Linked DNA regions of Mus musculus: region 2 is linked to region 1. The links are chromatin contacts, called in public HiChIP or PLAC-seq maps. All regions are on one chromosome and are shown on one strand. The core of a region is the stretch at or near the end of the contact, and the rest is flanking DNA. Distances in the headings are between cores, read along the strand shown.

Region 1 (4,817 bases), core at 341-2,840:
AAGGAAGGAAGGAAGGAAGGAAGCTGGCTGGAACTGTTCCCTGCAGTATCACCAGCTTACTCTGAACTCAAAGTGTGTGAGTCACATTGCAGTTTAAGGATCACCCTCTTTGTCCCTTACATTTGAAAAGCTAACTAGGTAAGGCAAACTAAAGCACGGGTTTTCTTAACTTAAAAAGGAAAAAGATATCCCATATTTTGTTGGGATTTAAAGGGTTTTTTTTGGTGGTGGTGGTGTTTTTTTTTTTTTTTTTTTTTTTTTTGGTTGGTTGTTTTTGTTTGTTTGTTTGTTTTTTAAACTGCAACATATTTTATTACATTCTCTTCGAGAATAGATTAAATTCGAGTCATTTCTGAAGTTATGAGACCCTACAGTAAGTCTGTACGTTTATAGGTTTAAGGGAAGGTAATTGCAGTTTTGGAATAAGAGAAGTGGCATTAGCTTTGGGATCTGCCACTCCCTGCGCGGGGCCAAGGGCCGAGCTAGTTCTCTTTTCCCTGGTTACTAGCCATGTCCCTCCTCCCACCGCCGCGCTCTAGGTTGCCGCCGCCAGAGGTGCAGCGTTTCCCACCTGCGGTTAGGAGTAGCCCCACCATGGTGTCTGCCTAGTGCTGCTGCCTCAGGCTCGTTAAACTCGCAGGGGGACAGGGCTTCATGCACCCACCTCCTGAGATAGGGCCTTTGCATTTCTCTAGGCTGGGGTTTGGCAGGACAGCATCCCTGGGGCTGCTCTCGCCTTATCCCGAGGGCTCGCCCTCTGCTGCCAGCTTTGCTTTAGGTGTTCTAGCTCTGCAAGTACTGTGCCACCCAGGATCTCCAAAGCATGGCACGCCCACCACCGCCGCCAGTATAGGAGCCCTAGCTTCCTAGTTAAAGCGTGTTCACCCTCGCCAGCAACACACCTAGCACCATACCACACCCAGCCAGGTGCCGAGCGCGCCCGGTACAATACAAAGAGACCATTTCTTCCGCAGCCTTCGCTGCTGCCACGCCCGCTTGTGTCCGTGGCCCCCTACCCTCGGCAGTGACCCAACACCAAGGCTCTAACACGCGGCGCGCTCTGCCCATCCCATCCCCCCAGCTTCGAGGAAATCCACTCAACGCTCTTCGCTATCCCACGAGCCTGGACTGGGCCTCCGATTGCCGTGCTGTTGCCCTCCGCGTCCAGCACTGGCCAGCCAGGCACCCCCACCCGCCGCTCCCCTCAATCCCAGCCCCTCCTCCGGGCCCTCCTTCTCGCCCCTCCCCAGCCGGGGTGGGAGCGGCGGCAGCTGGAAGGGAAGGGATGAGGTCATCCTCTCCCTCGGAGTCAGCTGGTGGAGGAGAGGCTGCGGGAGGAGGGAGCGCGCGCGAGGGGAGGAGAGGAATGTGCAGGTCCGAGGAGCTCCGCGGCGGCCGCTGCTGCTCCTGCTGCTGGCGGCGGCGGCGGCTCGTGCTGCAGCCGCGGGGCCGGGCCGGCGCGGAGCGCGGGCGGCTGTCAGGGGCGCGCGCGGGCCGGCGCGAGCAGCTGGGCTCGGCGCAGGCAGCCAGGCGGCGCTCCTGCGGGTCCCGAGCGTGCGGCTAGCCGGGCCCAGCGCCCAGCCCCGCGGGCGGCGGCGGGCGAGCGGGCGCTGGAGTAGGAGCTGGGGAGCGGCGCGGCCGGGGAAGGAAGCCAGGGCGAGGCGAGGAGGTGGCGGGAGGAGGAGACAGCAGGGACAGGTGTCAGATAAAGGAGTGCTCTCCTCCGCTGCCGAGGCATCATGGCCGCTAAGTCAGACGGGAGGCTGAAGATGAAGAAGAGCAGCGACGTGGCGTTCACCCCGCTGCAGAACTCGGACAATTCGGGCTCTGTGCAAGGACTGGCTCCAGGCTTGCCGTCGGGGTCCGGAGCCGAGGACACGGAGGCGGCCGGAGGCGGCTGCTGCCCGGACGGCGGTGGCTGCTCGCGCTGCTGCTGCTGCTGCGCGGGGAGCGGCGGCTCGGCGGGCTCGGGCGGCTCGGGCGGCGGCGGCCGGGGCAGCGGGGCGGGCTCTGCGGCGCTGTGCCTGCGCCTGGGCAGGGAGCAGCGGCGTTACTCGCTGTGGGACTGCCTCTGGATCCTGGCCGCCGTGGCCGTGTACTTCGCGGATGTGGGAACGGACATCTGGCTCGCGGTGGACTACTACCTGCGTGGCCAGCGCTGGTGGTTTGGGCTCACCCTCTTCTTCGTGGTGCTGGGCTCCCTTTCTGTGCAAGTGTTCAGCTTCCGCTGGTTTGTGCATGATTTCAGCACCGAGGACAGCTCCACGACCACCACCTCCAGCTGCCAGCAGCCTGGAGCAGATTGCAAGACGGTGGTCAGCAGTGGGTCTGCAGCCGGGGAAGGCGAGGTTCGTCCTTCCACGCCGCAGAGGCAAGCATCCAACGCCAGCAAGAGCAACATCGCCGCCACCAACAGCGGCAGCAACAGCAACGGGGCCACCCGGACCAGCGGCAAACACAGGTCTGCGTCCTGCTCCTTTTGCATCTGGCTCCTGCAGTCACTCATCCACATCTTGCAGCTTGGGCAAATCTGGAGGTACTGTATCAGGGTGGGGGTTGAGAGAGACTACTACTGTTCCTACATGCCTGCCCACCATGTCCACTGTTCTACTTTTGCATGAAATCTTTCCTAATGACTAGTAAGCCAAGTCACTCTTGTGGTTTTCTTTTCTAAACTGCTCCTTACCTAACTCATGTTAGGTGAGGAAAAAGAAACCAAGGAAGGGCACGCAGGAACGTGTTTGTAGTCTGTCACGTTTCCCATCTTCTCATAGACTAGTTTTTCTATGTATGCTACAAGTTCTCCCCCGATTGTAGACTTAATATTTCACTAGCAGAGGATTCCTCTCACACTTACTAAAAAGTCATTTATATTATGTAGAATTCTTGGTGTGTTGTACTTTTGATGGTTTCCTTTGTGCTGGGTTTGGATAGGATTACAATTCTAGTTAAATAGGACTTGTTACTGCTCAAAGATGTCCATATTTGGATGATAACAGCTAAAGAAATACTGAGCTTAAAGTAGTGTTAATAAATATTTGACGTATATGTATACATATATATATACAGACATATATATGTAAAATGAGTGAACATTTATCATTTATGTTGTGTGTGAGTGTGTGTGCATAAGTGCTCAGACTCTGACTTATATAGTGCTCCTCTGATTACCTGGCAGCATCCCTAGTTTGACTTTCACATGTAACTGGGAACCTTTAGAAAAGGGGTAGCAAGCACATTGGGCAAACTTTAATTGTGCATTTTCATTGGCTGATTTACTGCTTCTCACTTGATCCACCAAGTCTCTTTACATAGTTGTCACTTTGCTTATACACTGAAGTGCAAGACTTAACTTGTTGGGCAGGGTGGAGCCATCACTCAGGCATTACTGCACAGATGTAGGAATGTGGTGGGACAATATGCTCAGAAATCTGTTCTTTTGACTTCTCTGTGTTTAGAAGCTTTGGAACACAATGTTTAACACATTAAACATATATGTTTAGAAAAATATAGAGGCTGTTACCCTAGAGACTCCTTGGCTTTAAAGCAATTTAGTAACTATGTAGTGTAATGTGTGGAAACTTCCTACCAAGTGGGCTGATACTGGCATGTACTCTGTACTTTCACCTGTATGCTTTTTGTTTGTTTATTTGTTTGTTTGTTTGTTTTAATGATGAAAGACATTCTAACCCATTGGCATGATGAAGTATCCCATGAAGAAACAGCTCAGAGCATTTGTAACATAGATTCACACACTTCTCTTTCTGGCAGAAGTCAGCGTCCTTGTCTGAGGAGAGTAACTGTAGTCATCCCATTGCTCTTCCTAGAACCAAGAGCTGTAAAGCAGGGTGAGCATGGCCCTAGACCTCCTGCCTTAGAACGTATTTAGAGAAGATACTTTCTGGTAAAGAGGCATGGTGTACTGTTAGACAAATTGATGTGGAAACATATATATTTCAGACCCTGGGAGACTTTCTAAAACATCAGTTTAACTGTGGCGTCTCAATTTCCTACAGAAAAGTATTGGAAGGTCCAAGTTGGGTATTCTTTAATTATGAGGAAGAACTAGAAGGGTTATTTAAGTACTGAAGTTATTTAGTGGCTACAATATACAGGATTAGTAGTTTTAATCTAGCAGTGTGGTACCAAAAACTTATCAACCTATTTGGTAACTTGTGAAAACTATAAAATATTCTGAAATCACTTCCTTTTAATTATCTGTAAATCAGCAATATAAGTGCTTATTAGTTATTGTCACTAAACACCTGTGTGTGCCTCCTACAGATTGACATTTTCTGAAAAGCACGTGGTGTTAAACTCAGTGTACTGAAGAAGTCATTTTAATTGTAACATTTATTAGACTTTTGAATCTAAACAGTTTACCAATTGAAAATAATGCTTCTTCTCTTCAGGAAATGATGCTGAGAAAGTGAGAAGTAGGAAAACGTGGAGAAAAATACTACAATGAGACAGTATCCACTGGGTCAGTGGGTCTAATGGAGGGCCCATGAAGGGCAAAGGGTAAAAGGGTAGTGCTGAACATATAAAGGAGACCACAGTCTGTCAGACAATTGTGTTGCTGGCTGAACCTTGGAGAAACACATGGCCCCCTTTTTGTTAAGGTCCCTACAAAATATTCCTGAGAGACGCTGAGGTTTATTTTGCTAATAGCTCCTCTGAGTTGAACTGTTCCTTTTGGAACTATCAGGCCTTTTTCATCACTGTCTAATGAGATGCTCACCGTGGAACTCTGAATTGCTGTATAACCCATTATTTGGTTTTGCTGAAAATATTTGAGGAATCTCCTGGTAATCTTA
Region 2 (4,848 bases), core at 1,247-3,746, 480 kb before region 1:
AGTAGACGGTATCACCATCCACCTAGCAGTCCAAGTCAGGACCCTATACATTCTTCTGAATTTGTACTTCTACACTTGCCAGACCCTGGTAATTCCAGTGATCTCACTGCCAAAACTTATTTCTAGTTTATCTGTTTTTTGATCATATTATCGTCATTTTAGCCTAAGTTTCACTTGTTTTTGTTTGATTGTTTTCTTTCTGCTGAAAGTCTCCTATAATATCTCTTCTCTTCAGCTTCTGTCCTTGAGCTTCAGAGAGCAGGAATGATCTAAAAAAACAAACACACAAACAAAAACGACAACAGCAACAAAAACAAACAAACAAACAAACAAAACCCCACATGATATCCATCCCCAGCTGATCCCATTCACTCCTGTGACCTCTTAAGCCTCACTGGTCTCATAGTGTAGACGGCCCTTTGACTCAAAACTGAAAGTGAGCACCCAGGGGCTTTCAATGACCCTTTCCATTTTCTATGTAACTCTGTTCTTATCTGGTATATTTGTATATTGTTGAAACTCATTGGAATGTGCGTAAAAACATAGGAAATATACCATAGATTCCAAATCTAGAAAAGTGCTCATCAGATGTTGGGCAAATATTTTTGGAATTAATTAGTTGACAAAACATATGTTGTTCACTTAAATATTTATAAAATATGTGAAATAATTTGTAAGTTCATGTTAATTAAAGGGAAGTCATTGCTTGGAAATTTATGGCTGAGCTATGGCTGTGTATGAGGCCATAGTGGCCTAGGACCCTTTTCCCCACCTGCTGATTGCCTCTGTTACATGGTACTTGCATAGAGCAACTCAAATAGAATAAAACTCTCTGGAAATGTCTCAATTCTTTTGAACTTTTGAAATGTGTTGTAGGTTTGGTGAATGTGTTAGCACTTTCACTACATGAAATAATGGCATAATTGGTATGAAACCCAGGAAATCTTTAGACTTAACTGAATTGTCGAATAAATATTTTCACTTCTTTTCATTTTTGGTTATTTCTCCACTTCATCGTTCTTGAAAGGACTACTGAAAGAAAAGATCAAGGGATGAACTACAGTGAGAAAATAGTTCTGGGTTCGGTGATCAGCAGGAAGACCAGCTTCTTTTCAGAAACTCTGTAGTCAAATGTTTAATCTCAGAGGACTCCAGCAATTTATAGATACACTCTCAAAGTTGTGCTAACTTACTTGAAGCAATAATAAATTGGTGCATGTGACAGAGTCACCATCCATCCCCAATTCCCTGTCCAGTGTGTGTAACTATTGGGAGTAGCAGAGATGCAGAGATGTAAGTCTTCAGAATTCAGGGCTGACACTGCCTCTGATTTTTCAAGGACACTTAAAATGACCTCAAGAACAGTTAATGTCTTAAAAAGTTTTCACATCTGATACCAGAAAGAAAATGTTAATTGCTGACCTTAGCACTGGCTCTCCTCATCCAGAATCAGATCTTGTTGCATATTTTCCCACACTTCAAATGTTCATTAAATTTGTTTGTGTGGTTTTATATTAAAGTTTCCTATGCACAGTACCAGAAAGATAGTAAAAAGGAGCCCCAAACATTCCAAAACATAGTTAAAAATTTCAATCTCATTTTGAAATTTCCAATAGACTTTGGATTTTTTTCAATGAAACACTATTTTGTTTGATTTATTTTTTATTTTATTTTTGTTTATTGAAAATAGATTCTTTCTCTTACACTATATCTTGATCATAGTTTCCCCTCTCTTTATTTCTCACAGTCCTTCCCCACCCTCCCCTCCCATTCAGATCCACTCCCTTTCTATTAATCATTAGGAAAAAACAGGTTTTTAGGAGATAACAACCAAACAACAAAATAAGATACAATAAATAAAACTAAAACCATAATATCAAGACTGGACAAGGCAACCCAAAAGAAAAAAAATAAGCCACAAGTGTAGGCACAAGAATGAGAGACTCACTGGCTCATGCACTCAGGAATTTCATAAGAATACTGAGCTAAAAGCTATAACATATAAAGAGGAATTAATGCAGCCCCATGATTGCTCGTTCTTGCTACTTCAATCTTTGTGAGTTCATATCAACGTTGCTCAGTTGATTCAAAGGGCCTTGTTCTCTTGGTGTCCTCCATTCCTTCGGGCTCTTACATTCTTTCTGCCTCCTCTTCATTGGGGTTCCCTGATTTCTGAGTGGAAGAATTTTATATTTGCATTCCACTTAAACCTGCCTCTCTCTCTCTCTCTCTCTCTCTCTCTCTCTCTCTCTCTCTCTCTCTCTCTCTCCCTCTCTCTCTCCTCTCTCTCTCTTAACTCTGGCTGTATGTTTCTGTATTTGTTTCCATCCACTGCTCCTCTCTGATAATGGCTGAATAAGACACCAGTCATTGATATGAGGCATCATATCATTGGGAGTCAATTTACTGTTACTTTTTTTGTTTTGCATTTAGGCCAGTAGTTCTTGGCTTTTCCTTAGGTGTCTGAGCTATCTAGGTTCTTTACCACCCCAGTGGTGTGGAGTATAGGTTCCTGTAGCCTCCCCCAGCCTTGAAGCAGGCTGATTCAGACCTTGCTTCCACTGAGAATGAGACCACCTGGGGTGGACCCTTCAGATTTAGATGGCTCTATTGTTCTGTCACCTGCTGCTGCTCTTCTCCAAGACACTGCTACCTGCTGAGAGGCCCTGGAGATATTCCAGAGACAGAATCCAGCAGATCCACCTACAGGCTGGCAACAGGCATCAATAATGGATTGGTGGGGGATGGGCCTCATCCCTTTATAAGCACAGACTTAGTAAACTTTGGGGGCCTTAAACAGAAACATGTCTTGGCCTCCATTATTTCTCTCGCCGTTTCCTTCCATGCAGCTCCTGCCTCCCACTCAGGAACCTAGTTAGTGTGGCTGCAGGCAGCTACAGGTTCCATCTTGTGGAGTGGGCATGAAACCAAATCAGATATTGATTGCTTATTCCCACAACTTGTTTGCCATGATTGCCCTAGCTTATCTTATAGGAAGGACATGTTGCAAGTCATAGACTTTGTGGTTGGACTGATGTTTACGTTTCTAGTCTGCAGGATCTAGAAAAAAATCATCCTGAGTGAGATAACCTAGATCCGGAAAAAAAAAATGGTATATGTTTACTTGTATGTAGATTTCAGCCATTAAATAAATGATAACTAACCAGCAATCCATAGACCCAGAGTGCTTAGGTATAGAGGAAGGGATTATGAGGACATACAGATCTTCGTTTGGAGAGGTAAATAGAATAGATTTTATGGGTAGACTGGGGGACAGAGTATGATGTGAATTGTAGTATCTGGTGGGGAGGGAAGGGGATAGAGGGTTGAGAAAGGGAATGTGATGAGAGACAGCTAGAATTAAAAGGCATTTGAGGGACAATATGGAAACCTATTGCTGTGGGAACTCTTCAAATATATGAAGGTGACCCTAATAAGGTCTCCTAAATATGGGGGTGAGAGAATCCCAAGTGGCCCTCGCTTGTCACTAAATGAATTTTCCAGTATCAGGACTGGGATGCATTCAGTTGTGTGAAGGGGATCCCTGGAAATCTTCAAATAACCCAGGCTGTTTCTAAGACAATGGGTTGTTCTCTGAAAAATGACTGCAGGGGTAGGGGCATTGCTGCAGACACACCCAAACAACTCATTCGAACATGGAGAAGTAAGCTAGAGCCTATCTCAACCTTTTACCCATATGGTCCTAGTGTCTTGGGTGAGGGAAACTTTGGATTTTAAAAGAGACTGAACCGTATTTTAAATAGATGGGAAATGCAATCAGTCTAGGTGTCATTAACTGATTACTGAATAATGACAATGTGGTGCATCCCTACAATGAAAGTTGTTCAGCACTTGTTCAGTTTGCAAGTAAATAGAAGGGAAAACAAGGGTATTAAATCAAAGAAGAGGATAGCATGCCACATGTTCTCACTGATGTGTCAGTCTTCGATTCCTATCTCCAATTTTATGTGTTCAACTTGAAATACCTGCAGAAGGCAGGAATTTAGAAAGTGGTCACTGGGAGGGGCACCACAAGGGATATGAGTGAGTAGAACTGTATAATGTAGGAGCTTTGAAATAAAATGGATAGTGGGTCTAGCAGAGGAGTCTGAGAAAGAGTTCTGGACAGTGACCTCAATTGCTCTTGCAGAACAAGTGGTGGAGGAAAGGGGAGATGAGGCCTTTTAGAGACCATTAACTGGGATCTTATCATAAGATGGGCATTTCATCCTTTATGTAGTTCAAAAGACAAACCCTTGTGAAGTTCCTTCTGTGGTGCTCTACCGGGATATAAAGACAAGGGAAAACAGCCCAAAGGAGCAAGCCTTCTGAGAATTATCTGCTAGCAGGGAGGCAAGAACCCTGCAGCCATGCTAGGATGAGCAGGCATTCTTTGGGCTTCTCTATAGCCTGCACGTGTCAGAATGTACTTGCAAGGTGTTAGAAACTTTACAACATTCTGTTGTGTAGCTTGCTTTGGTTATTAACATGAAAATATATTCTCCTTTTGAGTTTCTCCAGCAGTTTACTTCTTTGGTATTTGCTACAGGTGAAATTGAGTCTTTACTTGGACAGAGTCCCATTTCAAATTCCCAAGTTCACATTTTAGTATGGATAAAATTGTGAGAATTTTACCAAACTGTTTGGTAATGGTTAAAAGATTATTTTTTAAAAATAAGTCATTTAGCAAAATATATGTCAAATATTTCATAAAATAAAATAAAGATCTAGCCAATGCTGCTAGTCAACCACTGCTAACAACAATCCTCCTTCTACAATAGTGGCCACTTTGAGCAACGCTTGTGGTGTGTTTGTATGTAGAGATGGATGAGAAAATATAAATCACTC

What was found. HiChIP or PLAC-seq counts read pairs in DNA pulled down with a chosen protein or histone mark.
Region 2: an H3K27ac HiChIP or PLAC-seq map of embryonic stem cells shows a contact between it and region 1, with 4 times the contacts expected there. The contact joins the enhancer-like site here to the promoter of Xkr4 in region 1. A contact is called at or near these places in 2 of 39 promoter capture datasets (embryonic stem cells and stem cell-derived epiblast-like cells), 1 of 15 datasets of contacts at CTCF or cohesin (stem cell-derived epiblast-like cells), 6 of 484 Hi-C or Micro-C datasets (cerebral cortex, cortical neurons, embryonic stem cells and 1 more), 3 of 115 datasets of contacts at active chromatin or transcription factors (embryonic stem cells, forebrain and neural progenitor cells) and 1 of 9 other capture datasets (embryonic stem cells).

The regions. Positions count from the first base shown.
Region 1 is chr1:3,668,271-3,673,087 of GRCm38.p6, reverse strand. It overlaps Xkr4 (X-linked Kx blood group related 4), which reads left to right and starts at 1,590. Exons shown (of 3, transcript NM_001011874.1): 1 at 1,590-2,536. The coding sequence starts at 1,740. It also overlaps the pseudogene LOC108167595.
Region 2 is chr1:4,148,774-4,153,621 of GRCm38.p6, reverse strand. All of the region lies in intron 19 of Rp1 (retinitis pigmentosa 1 (human)), which reads left to right. Among named protein-coding and RNA genes, the nearest start is that of Rp1, 210 kb to the left of the region's middle. Within about 2 kb of position 2,496, at least 7 of the 459 cell types and tissues checked have an H3K27ac peak or open chromatin away from gene starts, as enhancers often do. A contact at or near this core is called in embryonic stem cells and stem cell-derived epiblast-like cells, where this site is marked.